Regions from separate parts of the Gossypium hirsutum genome. Here all the other regions are linked to region 1. A link is a contact called in public Hi-C data. All regions are on one chromosome and are shown on one strand. The core of a region is the stretch at or near the end of the contact, and the rest is flanking DNA. Distances in the headings are between cores, read along the strand shown.

What was found. Hi-C and Micro-C count contacts between places; a contact is called where the count stands out from the background.
Region 2: a Hi-C map of leaf shows a contact between it and region 1, with 1.9 times the contacts expected there. The contact joins the promoter of LOC107888709 here to the promoter of LOC107888727 in region 1. A contact is called at or near these places in 2 of 34 Hi-C or Micro-C datasets (both in leaf).
Region 3: a Hi-C map of leaf shows a contact between it and region 1, with 2.4 times the contacts expected there. The contact joins the promoter of LOC107888707 here to the promoter of LOC107888727 in region 1. A contact is called at or near these places in 10 of 34 Hi-C or Micro-C datasets (callus, leaf and petal).
Region 4: a Hi-C map of leaf shows a contact between it and region 1, with 2.7 times the contacts expected there. The contact joins the promoter of LOC107888701 here to the promoter of LOC107888727 in region 1. A contact is called at or near these places in 12 of 34 Hi-C or Micro-C datasets (callus, fibers, hypocotyl and 1 more).

Annotation. Positions count from the first base shown.
Region 1 is chrA09:15,726,077-15,731,349 of Gossypium_hirsutum_v2.1, forward strand. It overlaps LOC107888727 (cytochrome c1-2, heme protein, mitochondrial), which reads right to left and starts at 1,853. Exons shown (of 8, transcript XM_016812914.2): 1 at 1,704-1,853; 2 at 1,218-1,301; 3 at 471-679; 4 at 1-240. The coding sequence starts at 1,826. It overlaps LOC107888728 (kelch repeat-containing protein At3g27220), which reads left to right and starts at 2,798. Exons shown (of 7, transcript XM_016812916.2): 1 at 2,798-3,132; 2 at 3,225-3,389; 3 at 3,485-3,714; 4 at 3,807-3,977; 5 at 4,071-4,176; 6 at 4,636-4,845; 7 at 4,934-5,265. The coding sequence starts at 2,899. The coding sequence ends at 5,098.
Region 2 is chrA09:14,963,302-14,968,412 of Gossypium_hirsutum_v2.1, forward strand. LOC107888709 (serine/threonine protein phosphatase 2A 57 kDa regulatory subunit B' theta isoform) reads right to left here and starts at 1,581. Exons shown (of 4, transcript XM_016812886.2): 1 at 1,229-1,581; 2 at 956-1,083; 3 at 1-679. The coding sequence starts at 476. It overlaps LOC107888708 (AUGMIN subunit 6), which reads right to left. Exons shown (of 13, transcript XM_016812885.2): 10 at 4,532-4,693; 11 at 4,108-4,411; 12 at 3,524-4,000; 13 at 3,108-3,353. The coding sequence ends at 3,313.
Region 3 is chrA09:15,177,437-15,182,188 of Gossypium_hirsutum_v2.1, forward strand. LOC107888707 (transcription factor GTE8) reads right to left here and starts at 1,477. Exons shown (of 10, transcript XM_016812884.2): 1 at 1-1,477. The coding sequence starts at 412.
Region 4 is chrA09:15,051,825-15,057,209 of Gossypium_hirsutum_v2.1, forward strand. LOC107888701 (glyceraldehyde-3-phosphate dehydrogenase 2, cytosolic) reads left to right here and starts at 2,629. Exons shown (of 11, transcript XM_016812878.2): 1 at 2,629-2,879; 2 at 2,950-3,050; 3 at 3,473-3,588; 4 at 3,699-3,798; 5 at 3,931-4,077; 6 at 4,168-4,228; 7 at 4,305-4,402; 8 at 4,546-4,688; 9 at 4,789-4,872; 10 at 5,343-5,385. The coding sequence starts at 2,852.

The sequences.
Region 1 (5,273 bases), core at 603-3,102:
TTTGCAAACCTAGCTGCTTGTTCGTTTGCATATGGCTGAGGAAAGCGGTCACTAAGTTTACCCGGACGAGTAAACATCTCACCCTCATCATTAGGACCGTCAACCACCTCAATCTCAGCTGCCATAGCCTTCGTCTCCTCTTCCGTATACGCAACACCAACCAAATCACGGTATGATATTAGGGACATAGAGTGGCAGGATGCACACACTTGCTGGTAAACCTGGTGACCGCGACGAATCCTGATCATGCAAGATTGATATCACATCATTAACACTGGCAGCAAAAAGTAAAAATATATGTATGGCAATGGCTAACCTAATATTACAACCATATTGCAAGATTCTAAATAGATTTCTCCAATTCTCCAATTGGATGTTGAGACTGATATACAACTTTTTTCCTTTTCAAGTAAGGTTTATTCGTTTTTGTGCACATAACAAAAAAGAGCAAGGAAAGGCATAAAACTCACGAAGCATGGTCATATGAACTGAGGATGCCTGCGTGAGGCCAAGGATAATTTGGAACTCCTAAACCGTGTTCTGCCTCATCAGCAGATGCTACTGTTGCAAAACCTAGTAAACCTGAAACACCAGCTCCAAGGAGTGCAACGGTCCTCATACCAGCAGAACCCGCATCGTCATTAACTTTCCTTGATGAAAACCATGATAAAGCTTGAACCTGAGCAATAATACAGAACAAGTATTGGTAACTGGGAGAAAACCATTCCAGGTTAGATCCTATAGAAACTTTTCATTATTATTCAGAGATGAAAACTTTTTTTGCTCTGACTCTTCATTGTTCATGAAGTGCACATGTCCAAGACTCATATCCGACACTTGAGTATGAAGATAAACCTCCAAGGATATACTCCAAATACATGGAAAAAATTTAAAAAATCCGATCATACCCATGTCAATGCACACTTGCATATCAGACATTAGCACCCAAGTAAGAGGAATATAGGATGAAAATATACCGCAATTGGACAAAGCTTGCCTTAAAAGTTAGAATTCATCTCGAGGAAAGTAGAAAACTAGGATCAATGAATGAAAACTTGCTAAAATTTAACAAATACTAGAATCCATGTAGCAAAATATTTCAAGATTATCTAAGAAAATCCAGTAAGAACCATGTAGATTGCATGGTCTTCATAACCTCATTCCCTAGGTAAGTATAAGTTTAACATCAATGAAGGAAAACTAGGAAAGAATCTTACAGCAGACTGTGATTGAAATTTCCTCCTTAAAACCTGGTGGATTAATCCTCCAGCCATTTCAGCTAATTTCCCTGAAAAGTTCAGCTGAAACTTAATAAGCAAATGTATATTTACAAATAAAATGTTAAAAAAAAGAGAGGACCAAATGAGATTAAAAAGAGAATTCATATAAAGGTTCCTTTTTTTCAGTCAAATAATCATTAAATTCTCCAAAAAGGAAAAGCTCTAACAGTGTTGAAACAATTGGGTAATCATAAAATCAAAGGATAAACATACAATACAAAAAGAACAGTAAACCCAATCTAAGGAATAGCATAAAGAAGCCAAAAAAAGGTTAAAGTTTAAAATGAAAAAAAGGAGGAACTTGAAAACCCTAACATAGAGGATCTGGGGGCAGATCCAACAACTATGGAGGAAAAAATAATAAAAATAACAAACCCAAAGATTAAAAGAGGATGTGAAGAGAGCATAAGACAGAGAACTAACTTGAAAAAGAGAGTGAAGGTTGATCACAGAGAGGTGGTGGTGGTGGTGGTGGTGGTCAAAGGAACCGGCGGCTGCCTCACAGATCCAAAGGAACAAAACGAAAAGTATAAGAGAAAACAGCATAAATTATATTAGGAAAAAAAAATACAGTGACTGATATTTAGTCGAGTCGCGTGTCCACCAACAGACAGTAAGGTTTTGGGCTTTTAGGATGGCCTTGAAAACTGCCAGGTCTTGTGTTTGGTCTTTTCAGTTACATGAGACCCAAGTAGTGGACAGCAATAAAACCAGCCCATAAAGGAGAGACTCCACAAATAAATAAAAGGAAAACAGACAGGCCCCTTTTTTTCTTGCAGAGACAGCCCATTTCATCCACCGACCGATCATGAAAACAACAGCTGAGGATTGCCCTTGAATTTCCAACCTCGGAAGACACATAAATGTAAAGGATTAATTTCACAGTACATCCTCAAATTATGATTCATGTTTTAAACAAGTTCTAAATTTTAAAATGTTGGAATTGAGTTTTTAAAATATAAGTATCGTATCAATTAGGTTGTTTCGTCAATCTAATTATTAATTTGGATGCTAAATATGCATGAATCTAATAAAAAATATAATTTTTATGCAATATTTAGTATTATTTGAATCGAATTGATTGATACATTAGTTCAAATATAGAAGTTGAATCGACCTCTAAATGAACTGCTCAAAACTAATAAAAAATCGGAAGTCAAAACAAAAAGTCAACAATTTGAATCAGTTGAACGGATTTTATATATTCTTTTTATGTTTTATGAATATTTTTATTATTTATTTTTATATGATTGATCAAATCGAATGTTGAACATAGTTTAAACCGTTCAACCACTATCCTAATTTTTAAAATACTAGTGGCATACGATTCCCAAGCTATCCAAATGCTAAAAGTACCTAACTGATACTTTGAGTATTATAGTTTAGGACTAATGTAAAATTTGAAGCATAATTTAGGACATGAGATGTAATTTACCCAAGAACTAGTGAACTTCAAAAGGCAATGAAAAACCATTGGCGCCCAACATTTTTAGCAGAGTTCAAAGTTACTGCTGTCTCAAGCTGTCTTTCTTTTTTCTCCTCCAACCCCTGTATTTCCTTTACGTTCTAATAAATAAATGGAGATGAGCAATACTCTTATGAACCTGCAAAAAGAAAAATGGGCAAAAATCTACATCACCACCATCAACATCAAAGCAAGAGCAACAACAGTCAGACAAAATTTATATTTGTTCTCTTCTTCTTTTGTCTTTTGGGATTGGCTTGCATTATAGATCTCTTCTGGGCATCTTCTTCTTCTTTTAGCTCTTCATATCTTAGGTTTGCATCCAATTGGGTGTCTCAAAAACCTCGTATCTTTGTTTCTCAACAACAACAAAACGTTGACGACAAGGTTTTGTGTTTTTTTTCTTCTTTTTTTTTGTCTTTCCCTCTCTTTAAAAATTTCTTCTTTTGGTGATAGTTTTTTTTTTTGTAAAATTTTAGATTGGGAAAAAGAAGAGATTTTTATCAGCAACATTTGCGGATTTACCAGCACCAGATTTGGCTTGGGAACAAATGCCATCAGCACCAGTTCCACGCCTTGATGGTTCAGCTATACAAATTAACAACCTTTTCTATGTTCTTTCAGGATATGGTACCCTTGACCATGTAAGTTTATCATTCTATGAACCCTTTGGTTTTAAATTGTTGATTAGATTGAATTGATGAATGTAATTGATGTGTATTTGATTTTTCAACAACAGGTGCACTCTCATGTTGATGTGTTTAATTTCACTGACAATACATGGTGTGCCAAGTTCGATACACCAAAAGACATGGCGAATTCACATCTAGGAGTAGCAAGTGATGGGAGATACATATATGTAGTGTCAGGTCAATATGGTCCCCAATGTCGGGCCCCGACATCTCGTACTTATGTTCTTGATACTCAAACAAGGGAATGGCAAAGCTTGCCTCCTTTGCCAGCCCCAAGGTATGTGACACCGGTATGTGATTGTATGAACCACACATAACTTGGATAAATGTCGAATGAACTAACTTTTTTCAACATTGAAAAATTTTCAGGTATGCTCCAGCAACTCAGTTATGGAAAGGCAGACTCCATGTGATGGGAGGCAGCAAAGAGAATCGCCACACACCGGGATTGGAGCATTGGAGTATAGCAGTAAAAGATGGCAAGGCATTGGACAAAGAGTGGCGGACCGAGATCCCGATTCCTCGTGGAGGACCGCATAGGTATTGTTATTGTTCTTTTGGAAATGTTAATACCTTGAGGATTCTAGCCTATAAAGATTGACTAATTTACGCGGTGACTAATCGTTTTGACAGGGCTTGTGTTGCGATAAACGATCGACTGTTTGTAATCGGCGGTCAAGAGGGAGATTTTATGGCGAAACCTGGATCACCTATCTTCAAATGTTCTCGTAGACATGAGGTATATAAATAGCTCGTTAATGGATATGTTCATTGCAAGCCATGATGATCATTATTCAGACATGTTCTTGAGTCTGCCATGTAAGGATAAGTTTAGTTAGCTGTAGTGATGGCATTTTAACCATTTTTTATCCTTTAAGGATAAATTTAGTCTGCCTTGAAAGGATAAGTTTACTTAATGGATAAGTTCATTGCAAGCCATGATGATCATTATGCAGACATGTTCTTTAGTCTGCTTTGTAAGGATAAGTTGTTGGATGTAGTGATGACATTTTGACCATTTTTTATCCATTCTTTTGGCTCATAGTTCAGACATGAGGTAAAGTATTGCTAGTTAATGGATAAGTACATTGCAAGCCATGATGATCATTATTCAGACATGTTTTTTAACCTGTCATGTTTTTTCATGTTGGATTCTCTGGTTTCTTATATAACCTGAAATGCTTCATCATTATTTTAGGTTGTATATGGAGATGTTGACATGCTAGATGCTGAAATGAAGAAATGGGAAGTGTTACCTCCATTGCCAAAACCAAACTCCCACATAGAATGTTCTTGGGTAGTTGTCAACAATTCGATCATAATTACAGGCGGCACAACAGAAAAACATCCAGAGACCAAAAGGATGATTCTCGTTGGGGAAGTTTTCCAGTTTCATTTAGATTCACTGGTATGTGTGTGCTTTGTCTGAAAAAGAGACCTTTTTTTTAAGGCAATGGAAGCAACTGAAACATGCTAAATGAATTTGCTAATTGCAGACTTGGTCGGTGATCGGAAAGCTTCCTTACCGTGTGAAGACAACCTTAGCCGGTTTTTGGGACGGATATTTGTATTTTACATCGGGACAACGAGACAGAGGACCAGATAATCCGCAACCGAAGAAGGTGATTGGAGAGTTGTGGAGAACCAAACTGAATATCTAATTCTTAACCATGTTTGTACATTATTTACGTCTCTGTTTCTTTCAAGGAATACAAAGCTTACGTGTCATAGCTGTTTTAAATAGATCAGAAATTTTGTTAGGGTCCTGTGTACCACATTACACTCTGAATAATAAGTTTATAAAAATGAGTATTGGTTGAGTGGAAAAGTAGAGAG
Region 2 (5,111 bases), core at 331-2,830, 760 kb before region 1:
TTCACGATTTCTTGCATAACAATCTCCGAGAATTTTCCATTAGCAGATGAAACATAATCCACAAGCTCATGTAAGGTTTGCCGCTTGAGATCCTTCTCTTTGAGGTTTTTTGTCGGGTCAGTGAAGTCAAACACGATGCAACACAAGTTCAGTTTTCGGATAAGCAAGTTCTGCTTCTCAGAATTCGGTACATCTCTAAAACTAGGTAAAGCCTCAAAAGAAGTGGTAACCATATTCCCATTCAGTTTCGTATTCACCACTTGAGAAAACTTGTTACCTTGATTCAACCCAGAATTTGGAGAACTAGAGCTGGAAAAGGACGAACTGCTAGAGTTTGCATAGCGGTTACTAACTTGATCACTGCTTCTTGAACTGGTAGAAGCATTTGATGATGAAGTAGAGGTTCCTCCTCCCTCACGATTGTCACTCGACTTAGATGGTTTCCGTGGGAGCCTATTAAGTATTTGTTTGATCATCGTAACTTAAAACCTCGATATGAAAAAGAAAACCCCTCAAAGAAAATGCAGTATCATCATACTCGAAGTGGACAATGAGTCAACCCAGCCATAAATATGGGACTCCATCCTCAATAAAATGAGTTATTACTCAAATTCCTCAACAGAGAAGCTTCATTGTTTGCCTTAACAACATCAACCAAACTTCATATGTTGAAAAAAATCTAAAACACATAAAACAAGTCCAAGATAGAGAACATCAATCAACTAAAACAAAAGCCCCAATTAGCAAATAGATGGCAAAGCATGCATCACTTTGAGATATAGATAGATAGATAGATAGATAGATAGATAGATAGATAGATAAAGAAACCGTATGCCTAAAACAATAAACAAAAGTACCCAATTTGATCACCCATTAAAGCCATGAAATTCAGCTAAAAGCTTTAATTTTCAGGCTACATAACTTTAAAGAATGAAAAGGGGCAAAGAATTTCCACCTGTGTTCCCCTTGGCTCTATTTTTCCGTAGCTTCCAAAGATTAACAAAAGCATTAAGGTTGACCGAAAGGTAACAAGATCTGGGTTTGATCTTAAAATCCCAAACAGCATTTTCCAACAAAAGCAACCTACAAAATTATCCAAAAGAACATAACCCAAAATAAAACTCTAACTAATATGAAGAAAGAAAAAGAGCTTTGGTGCAAAACCAAGAAAAGGTGAGGAAACAAAAATATGAACAAAAAAAAAAGAGGGTAAAATCTGTCTACTTACAAAAGAGATAGTTGAGCTACTCCTTTCTTTCTCACACAGAGAGATAGAGATTTTAGAATTTAAAGAAAAAAAAATGAGGGATTTAGGAAAAAGAAGAAAAACATCATCCATGAAACAACCTTTGGCTGTTGTTGGTGGTGTTTTAGTTTTCCTTTTTTTCTTTTCTTTCTTTTGTGGAAAATAATTGTTTAACTTAAACCCATATCTCTATTTTTTTTTATTTTAGTAAAGATTTAATCTTTTTCTAAATCTTCTCAGCAAAATTTCATTTTCAATCTCAAAGCTCACACTTTTTTTTCACTTTTGATTTTCTCCCGGATGAAGATGGAGAATATTAAAAATGAGAAATACAACAAAAATGATAGTTTAATATTCCCACGCGCTACTCAACTCGAGTGGTAATTTTTAAAGACTTGACAGATCCATTGTTGTCCACGGTTATCATCTAAAGGCCAAAGCTTCCATCTTTTCTTCCGGCTTTAGCACAGTTTTCCATTCTGGTCGGGCAAAGGACCTCACGTGCACTTTGGCGCGTGCCGTAGAAACTATAATGTATCTTTTCTTTTTGTATTTATCTTTTGTGAGCTGTTTAAAATCATTACAAACTTGAATTATAATCTTAGATAGCTTACAACATTATTACCATTAAAATTTTCTTCAAACCTTTCATTTCCCTTTAATATGTAAAAACCCCAAACTGTTCATCTCACATAGATGAAGGTTTATAAAGATATAATTTATTTAAATTAAGGTATAATAACAAATGCAGCTCCTAAAATTTATATTTTTTGTCATTTTGATTCTTTTCTTTTTTGAATCACTTTGGCTTTCAACTTTTAAATTTTAGTTAAATTGTTAAACTTTTAATGATATTAATGTAGCAACACATGTGACAATCTACATGTTATATTTTTTGAATTTTTATGAAGTATACATAGACTATTACAAGGGTTACCACATCAATATCATTAAACTTCTAAGTGTTCCATCAATTTTTCCCTCCAAAAAATAAATTGATTAAATTTTAAAGGTTAAGGGATTAAAATAATAAAAGAATTAAGATCAAAACAACAAAAGAAAATGTTAAATTTATCATTATAACTTAATTAGTCTTAAATATCAAATAATTTCATTTTTTTCCTGTACTATAGTTGCAATGAAACCCTTCAATAGTATAATTATTAGTTTAGTTATCAATTGAGATTTTTCTCATTTGATAACTATTGTGATCATAATTATGAAAACATAAATTTAAATACCTTTAAGCATGTTTTTCGAAAATCATAAGTGGAACTAAATATTATATAAAAGGAAAATAAATCCTGGCTTTGACTTGATTTTTTTGAACATGTATGAAAAGATAATTTTTTTTAAATGTTACGATTAAGTTATCTAAAAGACTTTGTTGAAATACTATTTTAATTCAAAATTTTAATTGAAACAAGTTTTAAATTTTAAAAACCAAACTAAAACTTGATTATAATTTAAGAAAATCTAATATACTTAACCCTTGGAAAGGTATGTATCGCAGGTACTCTTTGTTTTCTTTTTTTTAAATTAAGGTGTTTACCGCCAATAACAGTGATTAATTCCTTCGCTACAGGTACATTGAAAAGAAGTAATTGCAGGCCCTGAAATGGACAACAACACATTAATCTAAAACTTACAAAGTCAACAAAACTCCTTTGCAAGCAAAGCAATGAACGTCATCTATAACTTTCTGCATACAAAAATTGACAACAACATCTAATGAATTTCGCTTTTAAAACATATCATGATGTTAAAGGATAAGCTAAATAATCTCGATTTACCTTTCATAAATCGAGAAACTTCAACGAGCCATCTTGCCAAAGTACCTGTCAGTACCAAAAGGCTTGCATTGTGGGCAAAAATTATATAAATTTTCTTTAAACTTCAGTTGGTTACAAAATAATCGCAATAATCAAGGCTTCATCGTGGATCTGTCTCTCAAAAGTACATACAAGCATCGTGTTGAACAACAAAGCAATGGGTGAGTGCTGGACATCCAAACCAAGGACCCAAAACCAAAACCATATCCGAATGGAATTGTCCAATCCCTGGTTTCAATGCTCCATCAAAGCAGCTTCTGTTTCTGAAAGTGGAGCTGCACAAAACAAACCTCCAAATCAAATACGACCTCATGAGGAGGTAGAAAACGAACAAAACTCCGCTAAAAAAGTGGAACCATGGTGGCATTAGATTATTACACACTTATAGTACAGCGCCTACATCGAGGCTATATAATAGTATTAGTTTTCAATAAAAACAACATACCGAGCAAATCCTCATAAGTATCGGCTAACAAGGACATGTCCATCAGCAAAGGAGGAGAGAAGACCTGATCTTGAGCATCATCCATGTCAAAAAATGATTGTCCATCAGAAGTTGCAGAACTTGAAGCAGCGGCAGAGAGAAATCCATTTACTTGATCGTAATCATTAAGAGAATCTAGATTGTTCAACGTTTGCGGTAAGTCATCATAGTTATGACTCCCAATTCGACCATTACTGGCATGGCTATCGAGCAAGGAGTTGTCAGTTTGAGTTGAAAATAATCTCTTAGTCTTTATTAAGCTCACTTTATTTTCCGGTCCCCCACAAGAAAAATTAGTTGACGAAACAGGTACGAAGAATTGTTCAGAACTTTCATTAGATTGATTGTCCCGTGATGACTCTAAATTGCAGGATGGCGTTGACAATGCAGCTTGCCTAACAGATCTTTTTAAATTCTGAATATAAGAATTGTCACTATCTGCAACATTAAAGGAGTTAAATTACCAATTCTCTTTCAACTAATAAAAGAAGATGCATTAAATCAATAACATGAAGGGAGACAAGTGGAGCATAAAAGAAGCAAACCTTGGGGTGGGTAATCTACATGATTGTTTACAGATGGCTGTTCCACTGAGTTCCTTTCAGAAAAAGTATCAATTTGATTGGTCTGAGGAGCAAATGTATGTTGCTTCTGCCTGTTTCCACCTTTTCCAGCTGAATTTGGGGTTAGGGGAGCTCGCTTTTGCATGGCTCCACCTTTTCCAGATGAATTCGGGGTTAAACTAAACAATTGTGGAAGCTTTAAAGCAGGAGGACTAGCTGAAATCTTCTCAAGCTGAACAGTAGACATTTTTGAAGTAATGTCACCAACATCATCGGAGCTACTCTCCTGCATGATCAATAAAAATATCGTAAAAATGAAGCACAAGCTCTAGAAGCACAAGTATCCAAAATTTCAAATAATTTCAAATGCTTGCATAACATGAAAAATTGATGGAACATTATTTACCAAGGTCCTTCCACTGCTCTGAGCTTGAATAGGTGAAGAGGCTTGACCACGATGTTTGGCCATTGTAGGTAAGTTGGAGGAAATGCTATTTACTTTCTCTGTACAGTCTGATATTGACTTCTGGATTGCTGGAGCAACTTCCTTTAGTTGGTTAATAAGCACCTGCATTTGAATCGTATTAGAAATTTGTACATGTCATCTGGAAAAGATCAGTATCTAGAGTCGACAAAGATATGCCAAAAAGACCCTTTAGAGAGAACTTAGAAACCTTTAGAGAGAACTTAGAAACCATAGAAGCAATTTATAAACCCACAAAACATGCTCGTATGAAGCAAAGCAAACTAATATATTCCCACTAGATTCTACACATCCACTGTGGGTGAAAAAAAATAGAGAAGTAAAACAAAAATACACATATAAATATCTCTGCTGGCATATTTTTATTTTTATTTTGCTGTAATATTTAATTATTTCATTTCAAAAACTGATTTGTCTCTTGACTTGTAAAACCAACTCAATCAGAAGTTCTAATAATAGAATAGATTTGGTCAGTTTTCAATCTCCAAATAATTTAAGCTAA
Region 3 (4,752 bases), core at 227-2,726, 550 kb before region 1:
CAGAAGCCATCATGGATGATTTCTGAAAATCCCGTGCGTGAGGTAAAATTTGTCCATTGCTGCAACTAAGAATATCACTGGAAGATGACACAGTAACCCCATTTGTCCTTTGCAACTCAACTTTCTTCTGAAGCATCCGAATCTGCTCCAATTCATGTCTCAACCTATGCATCAAATCCTTTCTTTCAAACTGTGACAATTTTGACAGTGACAGCACTTCCGTACGGACACCAAAGGTGCCAAGTTTATCAGGGTTCAAACTGATACATTTTCTCTGCGGTGCACTTGAATCTTCTGAAGCAGTAAACTCCATATCAATTCTTCCTGAGCTACCAGATCCCTCTGATTCACCAGGAGGCTCATACGGGCCACAGTAATACTCTCCTGCAAACCTATCACGCTTTGCCAACATCTTAGCCAAAGCACCTTTCTTCTTATATCCCTTTATTCAGTGTAAAGGAGCTGCTGACTTAATTGCCGCACTCTGAAGATATCAGCCATAGGAGCAAAATTATCCCATCTGATTTTCTAGAGTAACTATAAATCCACCCTTTAACTACAACTACTAGAGTAAAGGTCAGTAAAAGTTTTAAACAAGTTTAAATCAATTCCCACCGCACTTACCCAAATATAAAATATTTAACCATTGTGAATACTTTCTTGAACTATTTATCTTTTGAAAGACACAAATTCACTAGATTAAACACTAGAGAAGAGAACATTAATAGGAACCAAATTCTCCCATTCCACAGTGAATAAATCCAGATTTAAAATTTTCCCGACGATGGGAAAGGAATTAAACAGCACGAGAATAAATTGAACTTATTCACAGTTCAATTAAAGCAGCTCTTACCTGCATTTACCCAGATCCTGAATTTTATTTACACTACCCATCTTTAGAAACCCCAAATTCACCACATTAATTAAGAAAAAAACCCACCATATTGAACTCTATAAAACACCTAAAAGGCAAGAACGCGAAATTCGCATTTAATAAAATTTCAATCATGCAGGAAAGCTAAAATTGCAAGTAGAAAAACTAGCTTACTGATTTAAATTGAAAATATATAGTATCATTTACTAGATAAAGCCTCAAATCTTTACAACAGAAGAAGCTTGATACAACAAAAACCCTAATCCAATATCAAACCCCTCTCGCCCTAAGAATAAAACCCAAACCCGGATCCAAAAAGAAATCTAAAACCCATAAGAAACCAGTAACAATTACCAGTCTGTCACTGCTCGCTCACTGTTCCTCCTATGTCGAGAACCCTTTCTTCCCTTCCTCAATCGTTTCGCCGACAAAGTAAAAGAGAGAAGCAAAAAAAAAAGGCACAAACAGGAGAAAACTCTAGATCAAGAAACCCTAGAGAAACTAATAATTAATATTCTTAAAATAGAAAGGAAAAATGTTTTATTGAATTTTAAAATTTTGGATCGAAAAAGATTATTGGCGAGATCAGGAAGGGAGTTTAACTTCGTATCTCGTCTCTCTATTTAAAGGGCTTTTGCTTCTTTTGGAGAAATTATGACCGCTAGATTCAGGATGAAAGTCAACGGACGGTTCGATTTAAGATCGATCTCGAACGTCCGCTTTTGGCATGCTGATTTAGCACTATTAATCATTCAAATTTGTTTTTTGTCAATTATTGTTTTAGTCCCTGTACTATTCTAAAATTCAAAATTTATTCCTTCTACTTCAATTTCCCATAATTTTTTTTATGATGTCATTAATAGCACCATTCACACTTACGGGGAAGGCAATAAAGCAGCTGGTGCTCTATGTCGAATGGCTAGTTCCATGCTACCGAATCTTTCAGTTTTCACTTCGCCTTTAAATGAAGGGATTCACGAACTGCATCACAATGTACTTAGGATAGTTCCTTAATTCCCTATTATTTCTCTTATTCCTACCATTAAAGTAATAATATTTTTTTAAAATTATTACTCAATTACACAATCGATGAAAAATCTAGTCAACTAGTAACAAAATTCACATTTTAATCAAATATTTAATTTTTATTTTTTATCTAAAAATTATGTCATAACGACAATAAATAATAGTGTTATCAATTTTAACCTACTAATAATATAATAAAAACAAAGAGATCAAATTATATTAAATTAAAAAAATTAAATTTCAAATTTCAAGATATTATTTAAATAAAAATTAGAATTTTTTTTTTTTGGATAAAAGCTTGTTTTTGTTCTACATAGGTATTATAGAAACCTCACTCAACCTAGGTATAGTCTACCCGACTTTCTACACCCATATACAACATGGCACATAAAAGATTCAACTCTTATCAAATGTCTCAAAGTTCTTGTTTGAGCAAAAATGGTCAACACCACAAACCAATTCACTCTCCGCTATAATATCGCATATGGTATCCAAGATCATGTAATCTATAATTTAATCCTATAAACACAACATTTCATTCGTAAAGTTTGACACTTGAAAAAACTCAAATCACTTTTGTACATGTTTTAAAGGTTCGACTAAAAAAATGATAATCTCTCTCTTTTTCTCTTCATGGATAACAAACCATGAAAAGTTAAACAAAAATATGAAGTCAGTCCCGTCAACAAAGGCTATGTTCATCTAGGCTATGTTCATCTCTAACCTTGATAAGATAGTGACTATCAAATTTAGGCATGATGAGCAATTGACTCATGTTAGATGTAATATCCCGAATTAGGGCCTAATCGGAATAGTGGTTTCAGGACCACAAATCCGAGATAAAATGTAATGACCCAAAATTCACGGGCATCGGAAAAGTATAATATCGGGCCTCCGTCTTAGTAAATTGAGTTCGAAAATAATTATTAGAAATATTTACTAGACTAGTTGTGTGTTTAATTAGGTTTTAGATCGATGAATTTAGCTTAATTATGAGTAATTAGCAAAAAGGATTAAATTGCAATAGAAGTGAAAGTTAATTATAGATTAAAGGAAAATAATAGGGACCAAATGGGCAATTAAGCCACATTTGGAAGTTGAGGCGGCATAACATTGTAAAAATCTTAGATTTTTATATTATTATTTATATAAATATATAAATTAATTATAAAGTATATTATTAAATTAATTACATTATAAATATTATATTAAGAAATAAATTAAATAAAGACAAATGTATGGTGATAATTTAATACAAGTGTATTAATAAAATACATACATTTGTAATATTTTTATTAATTACTAAGTAGATATTTGTTTTAATTATTATTATATTAAAGTAATTAAATAAAAGGAAATAAAAAGAAAAAGAAAGAAACAAAACAGAAAAGAAACAGAATAGAAAGAACAAAGGAACAGAGAAAGAGACGAAACAGGGGAGAAACAGGGGAGAAAGAAAGAAAGAAAAAGAAAAAGGGAAAATATGGTTTTTGAAGCTTGAATTTAATTTGGTAAGTCAAATTAGCCCTTTTCTCTTAATTCTAATGTTTTAAAAGCTTTAAAACAAATTTTTGATGGAATTAAGTTGATATTTTGTAAGTTCATAGGTTTTCAAGTATATTTTATGTTGAATAAATTGTTGAATTAGGGATTAAATTGAATGAATTTTAAGTTAGAATTGAAAAAGGGATTAAATTGTAAAAGAAACTATAAGTTTTATATTCTAGGGACTAAATTGAGGGAAATTCGAAATTAGGAAAATATGCCGAAATTTTAATAGTTAAATTTGAGTTTGGATGAAATTTGAATAGAAATAGAGTGTGAATTGAACTAGAAAAGTAAGTGAATTTAGTTAGGATTAAATTGAGAATAAGGAAGAAATTGAATAGAAATTTAATTATTTATCATAATTAGTGCTGAAATTAATAGTATAAATTATTATCATTTTCGTAGCTAGCAAAGAACCAGAAGCGTCGGCACGGAAGGGAAAAGAGAAGATTATCGAGGAGTAAACTCGAGAAAATTACGGTTTGTATTACTATAATTCAAATTATTTATTTTTAAATGTTAAATTTTAATTTATGTGTCTAGTAAATGAAATGTGAGGTAAGTATTAATATTATTATTATTATTATTATGAGTGGGAATTAAATTGAATAGTTGATATGAAATAATATTTGAATTGTTTGTTGATTGAAAGCGGGAAATGAATTTGAATCGAATTGTGAATGGTATTAAATTGTATGGAAATGTATTGAGTTGTGAAAATGTGTGAAGTTGTGAAATAATTATTGATTGAAAGGTGGAAAAATGATTGAATTGAAAATGTGAGAAATTGTGATTGAATTGAGAATATATGTGATTTAAATACCCTATTAACTAGTCGGGCTGAGTCGGATATAGTTGGCATGCCATAGGATTGGAAGAGTTCAGGGATACTTCGACCTCGAGTCGATGAGACACTAGGTGTCACTATATTTCTTCGGATAGATTCGATGAGGTACTGGGTACCAACTTTCTTCGGCTTTGCCGATGAGACACTGGGTGTCAACTATTGCTTCGAACTATCCGATGAGGCACTGGGTGCCATTCTGGTGTGTTTGGTTGGATCCGTGTATCCACCAAAGTCCGAGTTTTGTTAATAGGGTAATTAATGAAATAATAAACCGAACGAGTTGATCGAATGAGCTACTGAAATGAAATGAAAAAGTTGAATTGTGAATTGAAATGTGAGATGAGATTGAGAAATGAACCTAAGGTTCATGATATGTCCAAATTTAAATTGTGGAAATATAATATTGTTTGATGAATTGCTATGGTTGAGATATTGAATTGAAATTTGTATATAAGAT
Region 4 (5,385 bases), core at 1,379-3,878, 670 kb before region 1:
GTATAAAACCTAATTTTTAATATAAGGGTTTTTGCAAAAATCATGACATTCACTATGAAAGATATAATATTCTTTTGTGGGGATGCAATCACTTTTAAATATCTTATTAATTTTGTAGTTTATATGTATTTAATAAATGTTGTTACAATCTACTTATATGGCTCTTTAGATAGAGAAATTATATTAAAATTTTTGAAGGATTTAGTATCCCATAAGGATGCAATGTTTCCTAGGAAGATTGTACAATTAAACTCTTATACAGATTAAAACAAATTAGGTTCCATTTGTTTCACTAAAAATGACTTTCGGAAAATGATCTCTTTGCTTGTATGTGAGGTTACTTTCAAAAGAGTGATATGTAACAATTGGGGTCATTGTTAGGGTTGTTGGATCTGGTGCCTTGGGTGTAATATATTCGTTTGTAAATTTGTAATTTTTTTACTAATAGATTAGTTAATAAAACAAATTTACAAATTACATTAATATACTTTGTATAATTGTTGTAGAGCTCAAATTTTACCCGGGCCCAACAAGCAGAGCCTAAAACACCAAATAAATTAACAGTCCAATTAACACTTCACTAAACTAACCACTAAACCAACCACTAACTCCATCACCCTACTTGCCTACAAAAAGAAAGAGGCAATCGGTTAGCAAACAAGTTGTAAAATTTGGCTATAAAAGCCATTCAAAACTATTGTAATAGGAGTTCTTTTTTTTGGAGAAAAAAGGAGAGAGTCTCGAATACAAGAAAAAGAGAGACTTTCGATACAAGAAATACACGAGATTAATCAAAAATCAAACCAAAAGAGGTGCTTTTTTCGTCAATTCTCGTTTTAAGTTCCTTGTTTATTTTATTTTATCTTTCAATTTTATTTTATTTTTTACATAAGAAGTAAAAATAAGGGGAAGAAGCTTATCCATTTTGAAATTACCGAAAAAGGGTTTTTTTTTAGGTTCGGCCGTCGTGTACAGTGGTGCCGATGGCGGCGCGTGGAGGTTCGGTGACCAGAGCAAGGCCAGACCGATGGCCAAATTTAGAAGGGAAGGGAAGAGTGTTATTTTTAATATTGTTATTATTATTATTATTATTATTTTATTACTTTTACTATTATTCTATATACTATTACTGATTTATTATCATTATTAATAGTAACGTAATAGTATTTTTATTATTTTATTATTTTTTTACCTTTTTATTACTATTATTATTAACTTACTATTATTATTTTTATCAATATAATATTATTTTTTTTATATTATTATTGTTATTAGCACGTATATTATTATTATTAGTGTATCATTGTTATTTTCTATTTTATTATTACTTTTATACTATTGTTTCTATTTTTATTATTTTCATTTTTCTATTTTATTATTACTTTTATACTATTGTTTCTATTATTATTATTTTCATTACTTCCGTTATTATTATCATTATTTTCTATTATCATTAATATGTCGTTTGTTTATTATTATTTTATTATTATTATTATTAACACTATTATCATCATTATATTTATTTTTTTTAATATCATTTCCATTATTTTTTAAATTATTATTACTATTATTTTTATTATCCGTCCTATTTTTAAACTATTTCATTCAATATTTTGTTGTACGTGTGTTTATTTTCCCCCTCCCGAATTAAATTAAATTTTTATTCGAATTTTCTTTGTTATTCTATCTTTTATCTCTATATTATTTTATTTATTATTATTTTTGTCTAGATTTTTCAAGTAAAGGCAATATTCGATACTTGGAAATTCAAGAAATCGTGTCCTAACGTACTAGGTTTCAGTTTTTCGTTTGATCTAAGTAACCGATTATCCTTTTAAAATAAAATACATGAGTTTTAAATAACATAAAGGCAATATTCCGTATTTAAAAATTCGAGTAGTCGTGCCCTAACATACTGGGTTTCGATTTTCCGTTTGATCTAAATATCCAAATATCCTTTTTAAAATTTAAATACATGTGTTTTAAATGAAATAGAAGGCAAGCTCATAATCGAGGGTCGATGTGTTGTGTCCTAACGTACTGGATATAACATTTTATCTTAAGATGAAACGGTCATTGGCATACGTTTTAATTCATCCAAATACTTCAAAAAAACATTAACACTAAGAGGAATCATATTTTAAACTCTTGTCAAATTTTTAATTTTCAACATTAAGACACTGAATAATCAATTAGGTACTAAATTTGGGCGTGACAAGAGTGATAACCCTTCCTCGCACGTAATCGACTCCCAAACCTGTTTTTCCAATTTTCGCAGACCAAAATTGTTGTTTTGATAAATCAATCTGTTTATTGAAAAACGACCACGTTTTGAGGTGACCCGATCACACTCCATCAAAAAGGATCGGTGGCAACTTTAAAATTTCGTTTTAAACAGTCGATTCCCGTTTTTTAAAAAAATAATTTCGACAGCTTAGAAACTCTAAACTTTCATTTTAAAAAGTCGATTCCTATTTTTCAAAAACAGATTAGTCCTAGAAGATATAATCAGACGTGACGAACTTGACTGATAGACTTAAGAAGAAAAGAAGATCATTAATTCATTTATGGATTTATTCATTCTGCACTGTACTCTTTGATTTTACGTTTTTACCCTTGCTTCTTCTTCTTCTCATCATCATCCAAGTGACACGTGAGCTACGACCCCACTTTCCTCGTGAGAATCTCCGTCATTTGCCCTTTTCTATCATTCTGTCACCAACACTTCCTCTCGTATATAAACAACCCTCCTTTTTACTCATTTTTTCCTCTCAATTCTCACTTCCTTTACTTCCGTTCTTTTGCCGTCGTATTTTTTTTCAGAGATTTGTTTTTTTTCGCTTCTTTCGATATGGGGAAGATCAAGATCGGAATCAACGGTACTATTATTATTATTATTGATTTTGTTTTTAAATTATGGATCTGATTTTCTTTTTCTGTTTGGTGAAGGATTTGGAAGGATCGGGCGTTTGGTTGCCAGAGTTGCTCTCCAAAGTGAAGATGTTGAGCTCGTTGCTGTTAACGATCCTTTCATCACCACCGATTACATGGTTCGTACACTGTATTTTCCTTCCTATTTCTCACTTATTTACTAGGTTTTGGCATTAGTCTCCGTGCATGTTTGTATTATATTGGTTTTAGTTTTAAGAAAGCTGATCTGATCTTCTCTGCTCTGAGATGAGTGATGATTTGAATTTTTTTCTTTCTTTCTTTCTTGTGATATGATTCTTGAACTTTTAGTGTTACCTAACAGAGCATGATGAAATAGTTTAAATTTCAACTGGTAAACTGATGTATTTCTTGTTCGATCTTTAAGAGATTTATTATAAACTTACTGGTTCTGCTTAGGTTTTTTTTAGTGAGCGAATCTTGTGTCTAATTTGAAAAGAAAGGATGAAAAATGAAGAACCGTTTTAATCAGTTTTTTTAACGATTTAATTATTGATGTGATTTGATAATTGTATTTGTACAGACCTACATGTTTAAGTATGACAGTGTTCACGGTCAATGGAAGCACCATGAGCTTAAGGTGAAGGACTCAAAAACCCTTCTCTTTGGTGAAAAGCCTGTCACTGTTTTCGGCATCAGGTGATATCATGTGTTTCTTTTTCAAAATGGGTTGTTGTAATTGACTTGAGGAACATGGTGAGTTTTCCATTTAGGAGCTATTTTTTTTATTGGCTTTTGATTTATGCCAGAAACCCTGAAGAAATCCCTTGGGGTGAGACTGGAGCTGATTATGTCGTTGAGTCTACTGGTGTTTTCACTGACAAGGACAAAGCTGCTGCCCATTTGAAGGTTTGTGATAATAATTTGATCCTATGCTTTTTTGGAGTTAAGGCCCCCAAAAGTTGTGTTTGGAACTTGATTTTCTTCTTCTTATCTTCGTGTATGGTATTCTCATCTGATCTATGCTTTTTCACTTTTTAGGGTGGTGCAAAGAAGGTAATCATCTCTGCTCCCAGTAAGGATGCTCCCATGTTTGTTGTGGGTGTCAATGAGAAGGAATACAAGCCTGACCTTCACATTGTATCCAATGCTAGCTGCACTACCAACTGCCTTGCTCCATTGGCTAAGGTAATAGTGGTTTCCCTTTTATTTGTTTTGGAGCTTCTGACAAATAGTTTTATCTTCATGGTAATAATGGTCTTGTAAACATGGTGGCAGGTCATCCATGACAAATTTGGCATTGTTGAGGGTCTTATGACCACTGTCCATTCGATTACTGGTAAGTATATATGGTGTTTTATTGCTTTCTGTTGCTATCCGTATGTATTGTTTATTGATTAGTCTCTTCACTTCAGCTACTCAAAAGACCGTTGATGGTCCATCAATGAAGGACTGGAGAGGTGGTAGAGCTGCTTCGTTCAATATCATTCCTAGCAGCACTGGAGCTGCCAAGGTATATAATCATCTTTAGATTTTCAAATACTAATAACTGTATTCACCTTTGAATAAATGTATTATGATCAACAATGACTGTCTTTATTATTTTTAAATAGTCGTTGGATTCGAAGTTTGACAGTTTATATTGTAATTGTATAGGCTGTTGGCAAAGTGTTGCCATCATTGAATGGCAAGCTGACTGGAATGGCATTCCGTGTTCCCACAGTTGATGTCTCTGTAGTTGACCTCACGGTTAGGCTTGAGAAGAAGGCTTCTTATGAAGATATCAAGGCCACTATCAAGTAAGGATTAGAATATTTTTATATTGTAATGATATTTTTAATATTTCAGAATATAATATTATCTATATAATGTACCTAAATAATATATATTTTTATGTAGGGCGGAATCTGAAACTAATTTAAAAGGAATTCTTGGCTACGTAGATGAAGACTTGGTATCAACTGACTTTGTTGGGGACAGCAGGTGTGAAAGCTTCATTCTTAATGCCTGTCATAATGTTGATTTGCATGCTTGAGAGAGTTCTTTGTTGATCAGTCAATTCTGACCCAAGTCCGTAGAAGTCAACAATCAAACTCGATAATGATTTGAACAAGAAATTACCTGAATTTGAAATAACCTGAACAACTAACTTAAATTGATCAAAACTTGAGTTTCAAAAATATGAAATTTCTCCAACTTGGAATGACCTAACCTAAAAACCCTGATTGTCGAACCTGAATGAGTTGAACTCAAAACTGCCCAAACTTGAATAGACCTAAACCTGAAGCAGCTTGAACTCGAAATTGACTTGAATACAAAATGTCTTGAAAATTTTGACACTTAGATTGATCTTCTCTAGATTTACCTGATCTGAACCCAATCCATTCTGTCCTATTGTGATTAAGGTGATACAAATATATAAATGGAACTTACCTTCTGTTGTATTCTGACAGGTCAAGCATCTTTGATGCCAAGGCTGGCATTGCATTAAATGAC